5 separate regions of the Mus musculus genome follow, and all the other regions are linked to region 4. Evidence: chromatin contacts called from public HiChIP or PLAC-seq and promoter capture Hi-C data. All regions are on one chromosome and are shown on one strand. Each heading gives the region's core, a stretch centred on a gene start, on an enhancer-like site or on the middle of the called end of the contact. The rest is flanking DNA. Distances are from core to core; before and after follow the strand shown. Region 1 has its middle 11 kb from the start of Gm41591. Region 2 overlaps Gm20517 (predicted gene 20517). Region 3 holds the start of 1700122O11Rik (RIKEN cDNA 1700122O11 gene). Region 4 holds the start of Mdfi (MyoD family inhibitor). Region 5 overlaps Gm29938 (a long non-coding RNA gene).

Evidence for each region. Promoter capture Hi-C pulls out the DNA fragments that hold promoters and counts their contacts. HiChIP or PLAC-seq counts read pairs in DNA pulled down with a chosen protein or histone mark.
Region 1: a promoter capture Hi-C map of embryonic stem cells shows a contact between it and region 4. The contact joins the enhancer-like site here to the promoter of Mdfi in region 4. A contact is called at or near these places in 10 of 39 promoter capture datasets (the C10 cell line, cranial neural crest, embryonic stem cells and 5 more) and 3 of 115 datasets of contacts at active chromatin or transcription factors (embryonic stem cells and pancreatic cancer cells).
Region 2: a contact with region 4 is called in a FOXA1 HiChIP or PLAC-seq map of pancreatic cancer cells. The contact joins the enhancer-like site here to the promoter of Mdfi in region 4. A contact is called at or near these places in 3 of 39 promoter capture datasets (the C10 cell line, embryonic stem cells and hippocampal neurons), 2 of 115 datasets of contacts at active chromatin or transcription factors (embryonic stem cells and pancreatic cancer cells) and 2 of 9 other capture datasets (adipose tissue and liver).
Region 3: a contact with region 4 is called in a promoter capture Hi-C map of stem cell-derived epiblast-like cells, with 6 times the contacts expected there. The contact joins the promoter of 1700122O11Rik here to the promoter of Mdfi in region 4. A contact is called at or near these places in 21 of 39 promoter capture datasets (the 3T3-L1 cell line, 3T3-L1-derived adipocytes, the C10 cell line and 14 more), 2 of 15 datasets of contacts at CTCF or cohesin (the NIH/3T3 cell line and large pre-B cells), 2 of 484 Hi-C or Micro-C datasets (both in embryonic stem cells), 15 of 115 datasets of contacts at active chromatin or transcription factors (T-cell acute lymphoblastic leukemia, craniofacial prominence, embryonic basal ganglia and 8 more) and 3 of 9 other capture datasets (adipose tissue, liver and pancreatic islet).
Region 5: an H3K4me3 HiChIP or PLAC-seq map of embryonic stem cells shows a contact between it and region 4, with 22 read pairs. The contact joins the enhancer-like site here to the promoter of Mdfi in region 4. A contact is called at or near these places in 11 of 39 promoter capture datasets (the C10 cell line, cranial neural crest, embryonic stem cells and 5 more), 4 of 484 Hi-C or Micro-C datasets (Sertoli cells and embryonic stem cells), 6 of 115 datasets of contacts at active chromatin or transcription factors (embryonic stem cells, epiblast stem cells and pancreatic cancer cells) and 2 of 9 other capture datasets (liver and pancreatic islet).

Annotation. Positions count from the first base shown.
Region 1 is chr17:48,000,354-48,003,053 of GRCm38.p6, reverse strand. No RefSeq gene overlaps it. Among named protein-coding and RNA genes, the nearest start is that of Gm41591, 11 kb to the right of the region's middle. Within about 2 kb of position 1,268, at least 269 of the 459 cell types and tissues checked have an H3K27ac peak or open chromatin away from gene starts, as enhancers often do. A contact at or near this core is called in embryonic stem cells, pancreatic cancer cells and stem cell-derived epiblast-like cells, where this site is marked.
Region 2 is chr17:47,652,488-47,655,187 of GRCm38.p6, reverse strand. The region is part of intron 3 of Gm20517 (predicted gene 20517); the gene reads right to left. All of the region lies in intron 2 of Usp49 (ubiquitin specific peptidase 49), which reads right to left. Among named protein-coding and RNA genes, the nearest start is that of Usp49, 23 kb to the right of the region's middle. Within about 2 kb of position 1,432, at least 21 of the 459 cell types and tissues checked have an H3K27ac peak or open chromatin away from gene starts, as enhancers often do. A contact at or near this core is called in pancreatic cancer cells, where this site is marked.
Region 3 is chr17:48,036,681-48,039,550 of GRCm38.p6, reverse strand. It overlaps 1700122O11Rik (RIKEN cDNA 1700122O11 gene), which reads left to right and starts at 1,258. Exons shown (of 3, transcript NM_029689.1): 1 at 1,258-1,337; 2 at 1,983-2,136; 3 at 2,270-2,806. The coding sequence starts at 1,280. The coding sequence ends at 2,783.
Region 4 is chr17:47,831,932-47,834,631 of GRCm38.p6, reverse strand. It overlaps Mdfi (MyoD family inhibitor), which reads left to right and starts at 1,341. Exons shown (of 4, transcript NM_001276390.1): 1 at 1,341-1,688. The coding sequence starts at 1,613.
Region 5 is chr17:47,972,195-47,975,167 of GRCm38.p6, reverse strand. All of the region lies in intron 1 of Gm29938 (a long non-coding RNA gene), which reads left to right. Among named protein-coding and RNA genes, the nearest start is that of Gm29938, 3.2 kb to the left of the region's middle. Within about 2 kb of position 1,542, at least 27 of the 459 cell types and tissues checked have an H3K27ac peak or open chromatin away from gene starts, as enhancers often do.

The sequences.
Region 1 (2,700 bases), core at 19-2,518, 170 kb before region 4:
GAAGATGACCTTGGTGAATATTCTGAGCATCCTCCTGCCTCCCAAGTGCTAAGATTACAGGTGTGCACCACCATGCCTGGCAGTCCTCACGTGTCTCTCTCTACTCTCAACTCATGTTGAGAGTCTCATGTGTCTCAAACTCAACTCCAACCCTAGGCTGGGGCTGAAGCTAAGTAAGCCTGAAGAATCCCACTCACTTGCAGGGAAGTTGGATGCCCTCCATAACTGCTCCACCTCCAATCATTCATTCACGGGTGGGGTAGGATTCCCAAAACTGAGACTCCTTGCTCAACAGAAGACTCTTAACCCACACACAGATGAAAGGCATTCAGTCCAGGTGTAAAAATTAACCCAGTCGGACCCTGAGCTTGGTGTCCCATGATGGGAAGAGGGGCAGGGCTGGGACGCTCAGCAGAGGAAGCTCACACTGGCATCCAGCAAGTCTTAACCTGATGAGGGAAGCGGAGCTTGAATTAGCTTTATTTCCTTTTGTTTTAATTATATTTATATACTTAGTCTTTTAGAGAGTGGGAGAGTGTGTGTCCCTACCACAGCACACTTGTAGAGATCAGAGGACAACTTTTGAAAACGGATTCTCTCCTATCGTGTGAATCCCTGGGGATCCAGTTCAGGTAGGCAGGCTTCGGAGCAAGTGCCTTTACCTGCCGGGCCATCTCACCAGCCGGGTGCTTTGTTTCTTTTGTCGCTGCGGAAGCTTGCCTGGCCCTCCTCCTTCCCCAGCTAGGAGAGGTTTGGCTGGCTGGTGTCGACCACGAAGGCAGAACACCTTCGGTATTCAGTAGAAGCCGAAAGGCAGGGGACAAATGCGCAGTTAGACAAGCCAATGAGAGTGAACAGTGACGTCGGGCAAACTGGTTTGACTGGATCCCAGTTACTGCAAATAGAGCTGGAGAGGGAGGTGGACAGAGCCTAGAGATGCCCTGGAGGCTGCATTAGTCAGCGCTTACACAGGCGCTGCTGTCAATCACTCAAGACTCCACCCTTATAACAGACCTCTGCTTCCTCACTTCCGGTCCTTGTATCAGCGGGGGTGGGGGGTAGCTTGGGGGAGTAGCTGGGGGGGGGGGGCAGAGACACAGCTCCACACTGTTACCCTCAGCAGCCCAAGGGGGTTCTCTTAACCCTTTAGGGCTTCAACTCAGACAAGCCCGAGATTCTTGGCTTTGACCCAGGAGTAGCCAGCATAAGGCAGACTTGGAGATTTTATTCAAAATAGAGAGACGGGCTGGAGACGTGGCGGTTAGGAGGAGCACTTGTTACTCTTACAGACGACCCAGGTTGGGTTCCAACACCCACGTGGAGGCTCACAACTCTAACCCCTGTTCCAGGGGGATGTTATGCGGCTCTGTAAACCCTATACATCGCATACATGGCACAAACATACACACATGCAGGGAAAACACCCACAGCACCTAAGATAAACAAGTAATTCTATAAAAAGAAACAGTAGAAAAGCACATGGAGAGGAAAAAAAATCAAAGAAGACTCCAAGAATATGGATGTAGGTTTCTCAAATAAGTCCGTCCCCTCCAACCCTTAGCCCCCAGGCAAGCCCTCCCCCTTTTAAAAACTCTTATCATCGTAGATTAAATTTCCTTGTCTCTATCCTTTTATGAATGGGACCACGAGATTGCGTCTTCCCCGTGCTTGCTTCTCTTTTGCAGCTGTTTTATTTCACTTGGTACAGTGTCTTGGAGAGTCTCCCAGCACGGAGGCCATTGCTTCCATTCCCAATGCAAACTTATTTTTACTGGGGTGAGCATTCCACTGTGTGAGTCGGCCACAGCTGATTCTTCCCCCTCCCCTCCCCTCCTCTCCCCTCTCCTCTCCCCTCCCCTCCCCTCCTCCTCCCTCCTCCCTTTCCTCCTCCTCCTCTTTTTTTTGAAGACCGGGTCTCACTCCATAGCCCTGGCTGCTATGGAGTTCTCTCTATAAAGCAGGCTGCCCTCAGACTCATAGAAATCTGCCTGCCTCTGCCTTCTGAGGGCTGGGCAGGACCCACCAAGCCCCCTATGTACGGGTCTCTCTCTCTCTTTTTTTGTAAAGTTTACTAGATTGGGGAGGAAGCACCATGGATAAAAGCGGGCACTGCTTTTGTGAGCACCTCAGCTTGACCTCCAGGCACCCTTGTTAGGCAGCTCACAGCCACCTGTAACTTCAGCTCCAGGGACACCTGGTGTCTTTGACTACCTAACTCACCTACATTCACACACACACACACACCCAATAAATAAATAAATAAATAAATAAATAAATAAAGACATTTATTAAAATTTAATTTTTTTTCTTTAATGCTGTTTTTTGTGGTGTTTGGTGTTTGGTTCTGGTTGGTTGGTTTGGTTTGGTTTTGATAGTCCTGGAAATTTAACCTAGATCCTCACATATTAATCTAGTAGGTCCTCACATATGAGCCTAGTAGGTCCTCACATATGCTAGATGAGCCCTTTACCACTGAGCTGTGCCCAGCCACATCTAATTTGTTTGCTTTTGTTTTAAGATGGGGGGTCTCATGTGCTCCTGCCTCTACCGCAGAAGCGCCAGGATTTGCAGGTGTGCATCTCTCAGCCTGATTTATGTAATACTAGGAGGAATGAAGCCAAGGGCTCAGTGCACACTAGATCAGTGGAGCCACATCCGCACATCCACAGCTTTGGTTCACGACTTTGAGTGGAGATAGGC
Region 2 (2,700 bases), core at 183-2,682, 180 kb after region 4:
TAGCCTACCTGGCTCCTGTAAGGTCCTTTGGGCAGACACAAACTCCCCTCGTTTCTGGTCAAATGATACAGGTAACAGACAAAGTATGTCTGGGAAAATGATTACTCTGGGTTGTGGCTAGTTCTCGTCAAATGAAGCCCAACCACTTAGTTCCACACAACCTACCATGCCATTGAGGTATGGCTTTAACTGTCTGCTTGCACAACCGGAGGCTTTGAGGACCTGCAGTACTGAGCTCAGACATGTTGGCAGCCATTTTCATGCCCTTTCTGAAAGTCTCTGCTTCACATGGCCGAGTAGCTGCTGGGTGAACAGGGGAAAATCAAGCAGAGTTTGCCCAAGAAAGACTTTGAAGACACACTGAAATGTAACTTCAAAAAGCATAGCTCTGCTGGGGACAGAATCACAGGAGCAGATTCACGTAGGGGGCCTACTTTCTTTTTTTATGTTTTGTTTTGTTTTTTGTTTTTTTCTCGTCAGGGTTTCTCTGTATAGCCCTGGCTGTCCTGGAACTCACTTTATAGACCAGGCTGGCCTCGAACTCCGAAATCCACCTGCCTCTGCCTCCCGAGTGCTGGGATTAAAGGCGTGCGCCACCACGCCCGGCTTGGGGGTGGGGTGGGGGGGCTACTTTCTTTCTGAACAAGATGGCAGGGGCAAGCTGTGCCAAGTGGGCAATGTGAGGCCAGTGGCTGTAAGTCTTAGGCTGGGATGTATAGCTGGTGAGGATCTGTTGGCTGCACAGCAACTGCTGGTCAGTGACTGTCATTACTTGCAAAGGATCAGATGTGACTCTCTACATCTGCATTCTTTAACTTAGTCTTATTACTAAGAGGATAGGTGTCCACAGGTATTTACCCAACTAACCAGCCCCATTTCCTGCTCCATTTCCTTTTACTTTTGTGGTGACTCAGAGTTTCATTAGGGTTGTTTGCAGGGTGAAGGGAATTTATTTGACTGCACCACTAAAAAAAAAGTACCTCCCACCCATTAGAGTTTTCAATTTTTTTATTATATTGCTTTCATTTTTAAAAAAAAAGATTTTCTTTAAATTTAATTTATATGTATGGATGTTTTGCCTGCATGCATGTTATGTACCTGTTGAATCCAGTGGAACTGAAGTTACAGATGGTTGTAAGCCACCGAATGGGTGCTGGGAATTGAGGCCGGCTTCTCTGCAAGAGCAGTAAGTACTGAGCTCTCTCCAGCCCTACTATATTATTGTCTTTGAGAATTCTTTTTAATTGCTCCTGTAGGGTTCTAGTGTAGGAAAGAGCAAGTGAGCACACTGCACAGCGGCTCACATGGAGGGAGGGAGGGAGCGAGCGCAGCTCTCACAGATCTGCTCAGAAGGGACAGAGCAGCTGCTTGAGGGCTTCCAGAGAGCAGGTTTATAGTTCCAGCAAGCCAAGTCCCTGGTGTGCTCTCAAGGCAGTCAAACCCGGAACTGCACCAGGCTCAGTCATGAACCAGGCATGCCAGAGAGCTTTAGGCTGACACCTCTAGAGTGAGTGAGTGTGTGTGTGTGTGTGTGTGTGTGTGTGTGTATGTGTGTGCTACAACATGTAGAAGTCAGAGGACAGCTTGAAGGAGTCAGTTCTCCTTCCCCAGTGTGGGTTCTGGGTCATCAGACTCAGGTTGTTAGGCTTTGCAGCAAGCACTCATACTTGCTGAGCCATCTTGCTGCCCATACAGCTTCTGGTTCTGAAAGTGTCAGAAGAGAAGCGAGTTCTAGGACAGCCAGGGCTACACAGAGAAACTCTATCTCAAAATTAATTAATAAAAATAAGATGACCAGTGGCATAGCAGTAAACCTTGTGACAACTGAAATCCATTCTCTAGAACATGTAGCAGATGATATAACTATAGGATTGTTCTCTAGAACATGTAGCATATGATGTAATTATAAGATATTCAGACAAATGTCAAAGACATGTTCATCTTCACCCAAGCAAAAAATTCACACCTATTAAAATTCCCACTTCTACTTAGTATGCTAACCCCAGCCTTTAACCCTAGCAGAGGCAGGTGGATCTCCGGTGAGTCTGAGCTCAGCCCTTTCTATATATCTCTGTCCAGAACAGCCAGAGCTACACAATAGAGACTCTATCTAAAAAAACAAAAACCGCACTGGTGATTGCTTTCTTCTCCCTCCCAAGTGAAACTGAGGCATCCTCACGTGGGCACCTCAGCTTGTGGACCTTTTTGAGTTCTGTGGACGGTATCTTGAGTATTCTGGAAGAAAGCAATCACAAGAGCAGAGGAAGGAAGGGACCTGGGAGGGACGGGGTGGGGTGGGGTGGGGTGGGGGGGTGGGGATAAAATATGGAGTGTAAAAAATAAAAAATAAAAACAAAAACAAAACAAAATAAACTAATAAAGCAATTCCGTCTCCCCTTAATTCAATACTTGTATACTGTTTCCAGCACTGGTTCACCTGACTGAACACCAGTCAGCATCAAGGGATAAAATTCACTCACATATGTTCTTTCTCTTTCATTTTCACTCTCCCTCTCCTCTGTCCCCTCCATGTTTTCTTTGTCTCCCTCCATCCCTTTATTGTGCGAAGATTAACCACTGACCCTGTATACTAAACAAGAACTCTGCTACTGAGCCACCTCTCCAGCCCCCTGCCATTCTCTTAAAACCTTATTTATGTCAAAATCAGATGTAAATCAGAGGAATAGATATCTTTTCCCA
Region 3 (2,870 bases), core at 9-2,508, 210 kb before region 4:
TACTCACGTGGGAGGGAGGGATTGTTTTTAAGTAGAGGCAGATGGTAGAGAGGTGGGACTCGAAGGAAAGTGCACAACACTTTGTGGCCGGCAATATGTATTATTTGCAATATCTGGGGTCCTACTGTGTGCCAGCCACTCCTTTTCTCTTGCACCATCTACTCTCTCTGCATGAGCTGGAGAGATGGGAACCAACTTGCGTTCCACTTTGCAGATGAAGATAATGGGGCTCTAGGAGATGGAGATGCTTGCCCAGGGTAGCCAGTAAGGAAATCCCAAGCGTTCACTTCACACTTACCTGCAGGCTTCCTTCTTCAGCCTGGATTGTGTTCCTCGGCCTTCTAGGTCATCAAACCCTAGCCCTTTCTTCTCTAAGATTCCCTAGACAGGCAGGCCAGCTGTTGTGCTGGACTTGATCTCTTTACTCTAGCCAATAAAAACAAGGAAGAGAGACAAGAGCCACGAAGGGACACTTGGTATACCCATCCCCTTGCATACTCCCAAGACAACCACACACCTTAAAGTTCCACAGCAGGAACAGAAAGAAGACTGTGAGGTTCCAGGTCAGGGGCATTTCAGCACCAACTGGAGGGCAGAGAGATCTTGCCAGTTCTTCACGTTCCTGCTCAGAAATTAGCCTAAGCTTAGGACTCCAGCTATACTACTGTAGAAATTTAGGCTCTCCATGCCCGCTATTCCAGTATTCAGGGGGCTGAGACTGGAGGATAATGAGTTTGAAACCAGCCTGGGCTAACCAAGAGACTTGTCAAAAGCAAGAACAAAATACCCACATCAGATTCTCCTTCTCCAGTCAAATGTAGTGAGCATCGAAGTTTATCATCAATGTCTAGAAACACTCTCAAGGTCAGGCACAAGGGTATCTGCCCACATACTAATCTTTGAAGGTGGAGACAAACAGGTCGGAAGTAGCAGACTAACTTGGACTACATCATGAGATCTTGTCTCAAAACCAGTCAGGCATTGCTGGTGCTACCTTTAATCCCAGCAGCACCTGACTCTTCAGAGGAGAGGGGTCCCCAGCTGAACTGTGGGCTCTGTGGTATCTCATCCATTCCACAGAGGAGCTGGGGAAATGGAAGGAGAGTTAACATCCCAGAGACCCTAAGGAGCTAGATTTGGTAAAGACATGATGGCTCCTTTGGACTTATGGCTCACAAGGATGATGTCACAATAGGTTTGGAGGTGTGGCTCCTCCCTTTAAGCTAAGATAAAGAAGTTCTTGCTCACATTCCCTTCCCTTCTACTCCGAGTGGATAGGATGGAGTGGCATGGGCATGTCCCGTGGCCTGTCAGCCACTGGCCAAGTGACTTTGGAGGTCTGTCTCATGGACAGACATGAGCAGAAATAATCTCAACCCCAAATCTATACAGAAGTACTGGTTAGAAGTGTGTGTGCGTGCGTGTGTGCGTGTTCCTGTGCATGTGTGTGTGTGTGTGTTCAAGGAAGAAAGCCCCACTATGGCTTAGTAAGGCTCTCTGTAAGCGTCCCTGACGTGCCAGGTACAAACAAAGGTAATGGTAGCCATCGGAGGAGAGAGGGACTGAGGGGACTGATTCAAAGCATCTGTCAAAGTGATGAATGGTCCAGGCTTGGGCCTTGAGTCACCTAACTGGTAGAGTTTTTGTCAGGCAGAGGGGACTGAGAGCCAGGTGTAGCCTCACAAATCTGTGATCCAGCACTTGGAAGACTGCATCAGTCAGGGGAATTGAGAGTTTGAAGCCAGCTTGGACTACATAGTGAGACACTGCCTCAGAAAAAAAAAAAAAGCTAGGGGGGTTTGTCACTATATTCTAAGTGGCAAGATTGCCATCCAAATAGTCCAGCGTTGGTAGGCCTAAGGCCTAAATCTGGGGTGAGAGTGTGAGCTAGGGAAGGAATTTGGTTCTTCCCCAACCCTGAATCTGTCAATCCTGGATTCTCTTGATATGAGGTTCCTACCATCCCCCCCCCTTTTTTTAAGAGGAAAGATGGGTGAATTCTATCTTCAGTCCTATGTCCAAGATCTCATCATTGGAAGATATTTGGAACAAAATAAAACTTGAGGAAGAGGAGGAAGAAGAAGAAACAGGGAAGGAGAATGTAGACCAAGAGCAAGAGAAAGAAGAACAAAACAGGTGTGTTGAGACACAGCGCCTTCCTTCTTCCTCCTGTCCCTCCCGGCTCTGGAGAGCCTCACTCTATGACCATATCGGTCCGCTGCCCCTCTATCTCCACTCCCTGACTCCACTCTTCCTTCCTTTTGCTCAGGATCAAGGCCCTTCTTGGAGTACCCAAGCAGAACTCAGTGTGGGGCCTGATGGCTTGGCCCAGGCCCTCCCCAGAGCAAGCCCAGTGGTGGGAAGATTTCTCCCTGCCCTCACTCCGTGGAACCTGCCTCTGCGGCTGCAGATTGAGCTCAAAGATGAGGCTCCACCCCCTACCCTCCATGACTTCCTGCCCCACCCCTAAAACCTTGCCCTCATTGGGATCTAGAGAAGAGTCTAGCTGGCTAAGAAACCAGCCTCTGATGGAGCCTCTATCAGCGTCCAGATTGAAGATGCCCAAAGCAGTTCCCAGACTTCCACCCAAGGTCTCCCCTAAGAGATCTACTATGCCCAAGACAGGGCAACAGCAGACCGCAATGTCAATGTGGCCTCCGGTTATTATCAACCCTCCCTCCAAGAGCTCTGCTCTTAAGGGACAACACACACCCTCTGCCAAAGAGGTCACCCACACCCCAGGTGCCTGGGGCAACCCTTTGCCTCATCTTCCTTCAAAATAAATATTTTTTTGTTACACCAGCAACAGTCTAACACAGTTCTAGGCACTTTGAGATGTATTAGCTCATGAAATCTTCACGATATTTCTA
Region 4 (2,700 bases), core at 92-2,591:
AGCCGGGAAGAATGCAGCAGCCGCCAAACCCTCCCGCGGGCGCGTCGCAGTGACTCAGCCGCTACCAGGAAGGAGGAGTGCTCCCAAACTCTGCGACGCCCCCAGACAGCAGCCTGACCTCCGAGGCTCTAGGGCGCCAAGTCTCCCGCAGCGAGCATCTAGACGTCCAGGGCGGGACTCCCTCCCGTCCCACTTTCCCCCCAGCGCAGCCACCCCTGCCTATCCCCGGAACGTGGCCGAGGGCGGTGAGAGAGCTGCGGGCGCCGTGGGGGCCACGCGGGTCCCGGCCCCGACGGCGCCCAGAAGACCTACAAGAGCTGTAAGTAGTGACTTCGAGGACTGGGAGGCGACCGAGGGGGAGCTCCATCTTTGGCGTCCCAGCTTTCCTCTCGGTTGTAACGCAGGCTGAGAGGAGGTGTCCTGGCGCCGCCGCCTCCCTAATTAGCTCTGGTGGTGTGGACCCAGACGCCGCCGGGCTTGGAGGCAGCTCAGGTCCAGTGTGAGTCCCAGAGGGACTTCTCACCTGAGAATCACCTCCACGGACCTGCCAAGCCCCACCTGGCTGCCTACAAGCTCCTGGGGTCACTCTGAGGGTCTCCGAGCCCCCCCCCCACTTTTTGGTGACAGTTCCTCCGCACAGCCAGAGCTTACCATACCAGCCGGATCAACAGACTGGCCTCTCCTCAATTCCTTCTACACTCACCCTCGTGTGAGAAAGTTGGAGTGACAGCCTGGTGATGGGCAGTCTGTCTAAAATGAATTCCCGTGTCCAACTGGCACTGGCGGGGATGGCGGGCCTTGGGGGTGTTTTTGGCTGCTATGGGACCAGGAGGCTGATGCGACACCAGCCCAGCTTCCCGGAGAGCCAGTTTCTGACGGACTGAGCCCCTAACTCCAGGCACCCAGCTCCGAAATGGAAATCCAGGACTTGAACAAAGGGCACCAAAAGAACTAGATTGCTCTGATCTTCGGGACAACGCGATTTGAGGGCTACTACTATTCAGACCATTGTCCCAGGATGATTGTGACTTCTTTCTTTTGATATTCTGGAAACTTTTACAAAGTTTAAGACCGAAGGAAAACATGCGGCCCCTTGTGCAAGCCGCGAGGTTCTCCCGGCCCTGGGTAGGCGGAGATCTGGGGAGACTGGAGATCCTGGCTCTGAGCGAGGGGAGGAAACCAGACGAGCTGGCTTCCTGTGGGGGCTCAGGCCTCGGACGCCCCGCGGACAGACGTGTCCTGCCCTGGCAGCAGCGAGTCCCGCACGGGGGAGGGGACGCCTGAGGGGGGCTGAGACAGCGAGGAGGGGGCGGGGACGGGGTGGGCCAGGGAAGAGGGGAGGAGCGAGGGGGCTGGAACGAGAGAAGGAAGAAGGAAGGGGCGATCGGTGGGTGCGAGCTGGCGCTGGAATGGGAGCCAAGAGCGAGTGAGCGGGGAGGGGGCGCGGGCGACACCCAGGTGTCGCATGGCGGGGTCCACGAGGTGACCTGCCTAGGCCAGCAGCGCGCAGCTTGCACGAGTATGCGCTAGGGCACCCACTCCGTTTCCCCACGCACACGCGAGGGAGGCCTGCCCCGCCCGCTGAGCGCTGTTTTCTCCAGGTCCCAGGCCGATGTCCCAGGTGAGCGGTCAGTGCCCTTCTCGCTGCGACGCGCCTCATGGAGTCCCCAGCGCTGCCCTGGACCCAGGTAGGAGCGGGAATGGAGATCGAAGGTTAGACCAGAGTGGTGTGGAGGCTGAGAGAAGTTTTGGGGGTGGGGTTGTTGGTCCTCTTGGAGACGTACAGGCGGATGGCTCCCAGGAGCTTGGGTGGGGGTGGGGATGGGAAGTCTCAGTATTGGGGACCAGGTCCAAGGGGATAAGAGGGGAGTAGAGGGCTAGGGTGAGGAGGCAGGGCCCGGAGCAGGCGGCCATGGCTGTGCAGAGTTGGCTCCAACTCCCCCTAGCCCCAGCTACACACACACACACACACACACACACACACACACACACACACTCCGTGATGTCTGCGATGTCTGCCCATAATATTGGGATTTGTGGCCGAACCATTTCTGCCCAGTGTGTAAATATTTATGAGGGCCTTAGGCGGGGTGTGTGGCAGGGAGGGGGGGGCAGTGTCTGAGTCTCTCTTCTTCCCTTCCCCCAAACTAAGCAGAATGTAGCTGGAGCGCTCTTTGAAAACTTTTGTCTCAGCAACTAGTGGTTAGGAACCTGGCCCCTTCTCTCCTTCTTGCTAGCTGAAATTCCCTCCCGTCAGTCCCTACCCTACCCTATATGGGACTCACGCTGGCACACACACACACACACACACACACACACACACACACAATCTACAACGTAGTAAAATGTCCCTTCCCCCACCTCAGAGGCTAAACTACCCTGATTGCCCCAGGAGCCTACAGACTAAGGAAGAGAGTGTGGTTCCCTGGGGGCACCTCTGCCAATTTAGCCTTCCAACCCCCGGCCCTCACAGTCTAGAGTTTCCTAGAGGCTCATATGGACATCCAGATTCGTTCAGAGTCAGAGTGGCCAGGGTGCAGAGGTGTAGGCCCAGGTTTCCTGACTTAAGCCCCTATTTGGGCTCAGTCAGAGGCCCTGCCTTCCTCCCACCAAAACCAACCTCTCCTTTCCCCAACACTGTCAGTAATGAAAACCCAAGGTCATCCTGGACCTCAAACTCCCATCATGGCCTTGGACACG
Region 5 (2,973 bases), core at 293-2,792, 140 kb before region 4:
TTCCCCAGCATATAGAAAAGGAGGCGTCCCGACTGTGTGGCTGCCTGCGGGAGGTGAACAAGAAGTCATTTGGGACATCCCTCTGCCTCAGAACAGTCTCACCAGCACGATGTCTAAGGTGTATTGGTGTTTCCAAGCTTGTGTTTGAGGTGAAATGTCCACATTTCAGGTTTGTGTGGGGACAAGGGCATCTCCTTCACCCAGCCAAGATAGGTTCACACTGTGCTGGCGGGCAGACTCAGTCCCAGACTCCGGAAAAATTAGAAAAGGTGAAAATGTGGGAAGAAGAGCCCATGGAATAGAGAGATGGACGTATATTAAGGTCCGCCGCTGGCCACCCGCCACGTTGCTGTCCATCAGTGCTCTTGGTGATGGTGGGTCAATCCGCCGGTTATAGTTGTCTCCAGCTCACAGTCTCTCTCCCTGTCTTCTGCCTCCAGGCAGGGAGGTTCTCCTCGTCTCCGTAGCTAAACCTTACCGAGGCCCGCTCTGACCCTTCCTGAATCTGCCCCTGTCTGTGTTCTTGATCTTCGAAACTCTGAGGTCAAAGTATGTGGGGCGTGTGTGTCTGTGTCTGCCTGCCTGCCTACCTGCCTGCCTGTGTGTCTGTCTGCCTATCTGTGTGTGTATTAGTGTCTCTGTGTCTATTTGTCTGTGTCTGTCTGTCTGCTGCCCGAGTCTCTCTCCCTCTACACTCCCCCCACACCCATTTTGATCAGTCTCCCCACTCCGCCCCCGCCCTAGGTAGCCCAGCGGGCCGGCGTCGTGCCAAGGCCGTCCCGGGCAGGGCCAAGCTGGCGCTGACAGAGCCTCGCGCCCGCGGCCCAATTAGCGCTCGGCGCGGGCGACGCGGCATCTGGAATTGCGCTGCGCTCACGGCCAAGGCCGATTGTTTAGTCTGCGCGGCGGGGCGGGCGGCCCGCGCGGTGGCCCCACATCTGGAGCCGCGGCCAGACGGGCCTGCTGGCGGCTGGCCGGGGTGCGTGTGCATTTTTAACTCTGGGATTTGCTGACAAGTTAAGAAGTCAGAAAGTCAGTGGCGGCGGCGGGAACTGGCGGGGCATGCAGAGAAGGGAGTGGCTGGGGCAGCTGGCCAGCCAGGGTGACTTTTTCTTCCGGGATTGCGTCCCTCCCCTGCCTTTATCTTCCCCTTCTTCTTCATTAATTAAGTGGCTGAATTATCCCCAAATCCCTACACTCCCAGCTGGCAGGAACTCCCTGGAGACCAGCATCTACATTGGGGTGGGGGAGAGCCCTGAGCACGCTGATCTCCCACGGTCTGGGGAAGCACACAGCAAAACAGCGAGGGCTTGGCCATCCGAGAAGTGGCTCTGCAGCTGGACAGCGAAAAGGACCAGAGGCCAACTCTCTCGACCCCTAACAGGACTCTTGGCGCAGCTGCGGGTCCTCCATGTGGAGGATCCAAACTTGAGGAGCGGTTCTCACGATGTCAGCGAGCTTTCCAAGCCTTGCGGACAGGCTTTTGAGTTTTCACTGACTCGTGGAGTAAATATCGGTCACACATTGCGTCAGGCTTAGGGGCCAGAGCTGCATGGCCGGGCATGTGCTTGTCCAGCGAAGTTGACATGTTTAGTAAAGATAAAAGATACTACGTAGAGAGACCGGAAGTCAACAAACTAAACTGTAGATGCCCGTGGAGTCCCAGGAGTGTAGCACAGTTGGTAGAGAGCTTGCCTAGCCTGCTGAAGCTCTCTGGGTTCAATCCTGCACTTGGGAGGTGGAAGGATCTGGGGTTCAAGGTCATCCTTCTTTAGTAAGTGTTAGGCCCTTCAAATACCGAGACCTTGTTACAAAGTGTTGGAAAAAAAAGAAACAAAGGAGCCAATTTCTTCCTTGGTTAGTATGGTGATCCCCGGGACAAGCTTCAGTTTGTACCAACTGGCTGGATCCTCATAATGTCCCAGTGAGGTGCTCCCATGTTCACTGAATTTAACTTTGACTTCAAAATCAGGGATCTTTTTATGTATTTGTGGCACGCATATATATATGCATAGGTGTGAGTGTGTGTGTGTGTGTGTGTGTGTGTGTGTGTGTAGGCCAGAGGGCAGAGCCCATGTCCTCCACTGTTGCTCTCCACTCTTTATGTTTTTACATTCTCAGTACATCTTCCTAGGAGGGCTTGACAGCTTCCAGGGAAAACTTGCCAGCTGGGGAGCCTGGAGATAGATAGATAGATAGATAGATAGATAGATAGATAGATAGATAGATATTTCAGATAGATAATTCACACACACACTCATATATATTATCATGAAAAATGGTCAGATGAGATGGCTCAGGGGGTGAAGATAACCTGAGTTCAATTCCAGGACCCAGAGTTAAGGCAGAAAGAAAGAACCCACTCTACAGAGTTATTCTCTGACCTCTATCTACATAACTGCTCTGGTATGTACGTACACACACACACCAATAATAATACTAATAAATACAAGTTTTTTTGTTTTTTTTTTTTAAAGAAGCAAAGCACTATTGAAATGCCAGTAACAGCGACTTCAGCTGAGACCTGGTGAATACCCATCTGCTGCTGGGAGGAAATTACAAACTCCCTGGATGCCAGTTACCCAAGGTTAGACAACTGGGGTGTTCTTCAAGTCCTTGAAGCTGATCCTCAGATTTCGGACTAGAGAGATGGCTCAGAGGGTAAAGTCCTTGCTGCACAAGTATGAAGATGTGAGTTTAGGTCCCCACACAACCGTTGGCATGGTGTACACACACACACACACACACACACACACACACACACACACACACACACACACCTAGAGCTCCAGAGCTGGGTTTAGGGCAGCCTGGAGGCAGGCAGATAGATCCCAGGGACTTGCTGGTTAGCCAATGTTGTGAAAACAGTGAGTGGTCAGTTCAGTATCAGAAAAAAAGTGAAGGTGGGGCTGCCCTTGCAGAGGACTCTGGCTCAGTTCCCAGCACCCACATGGTAGCTTACAGCCATCTGTA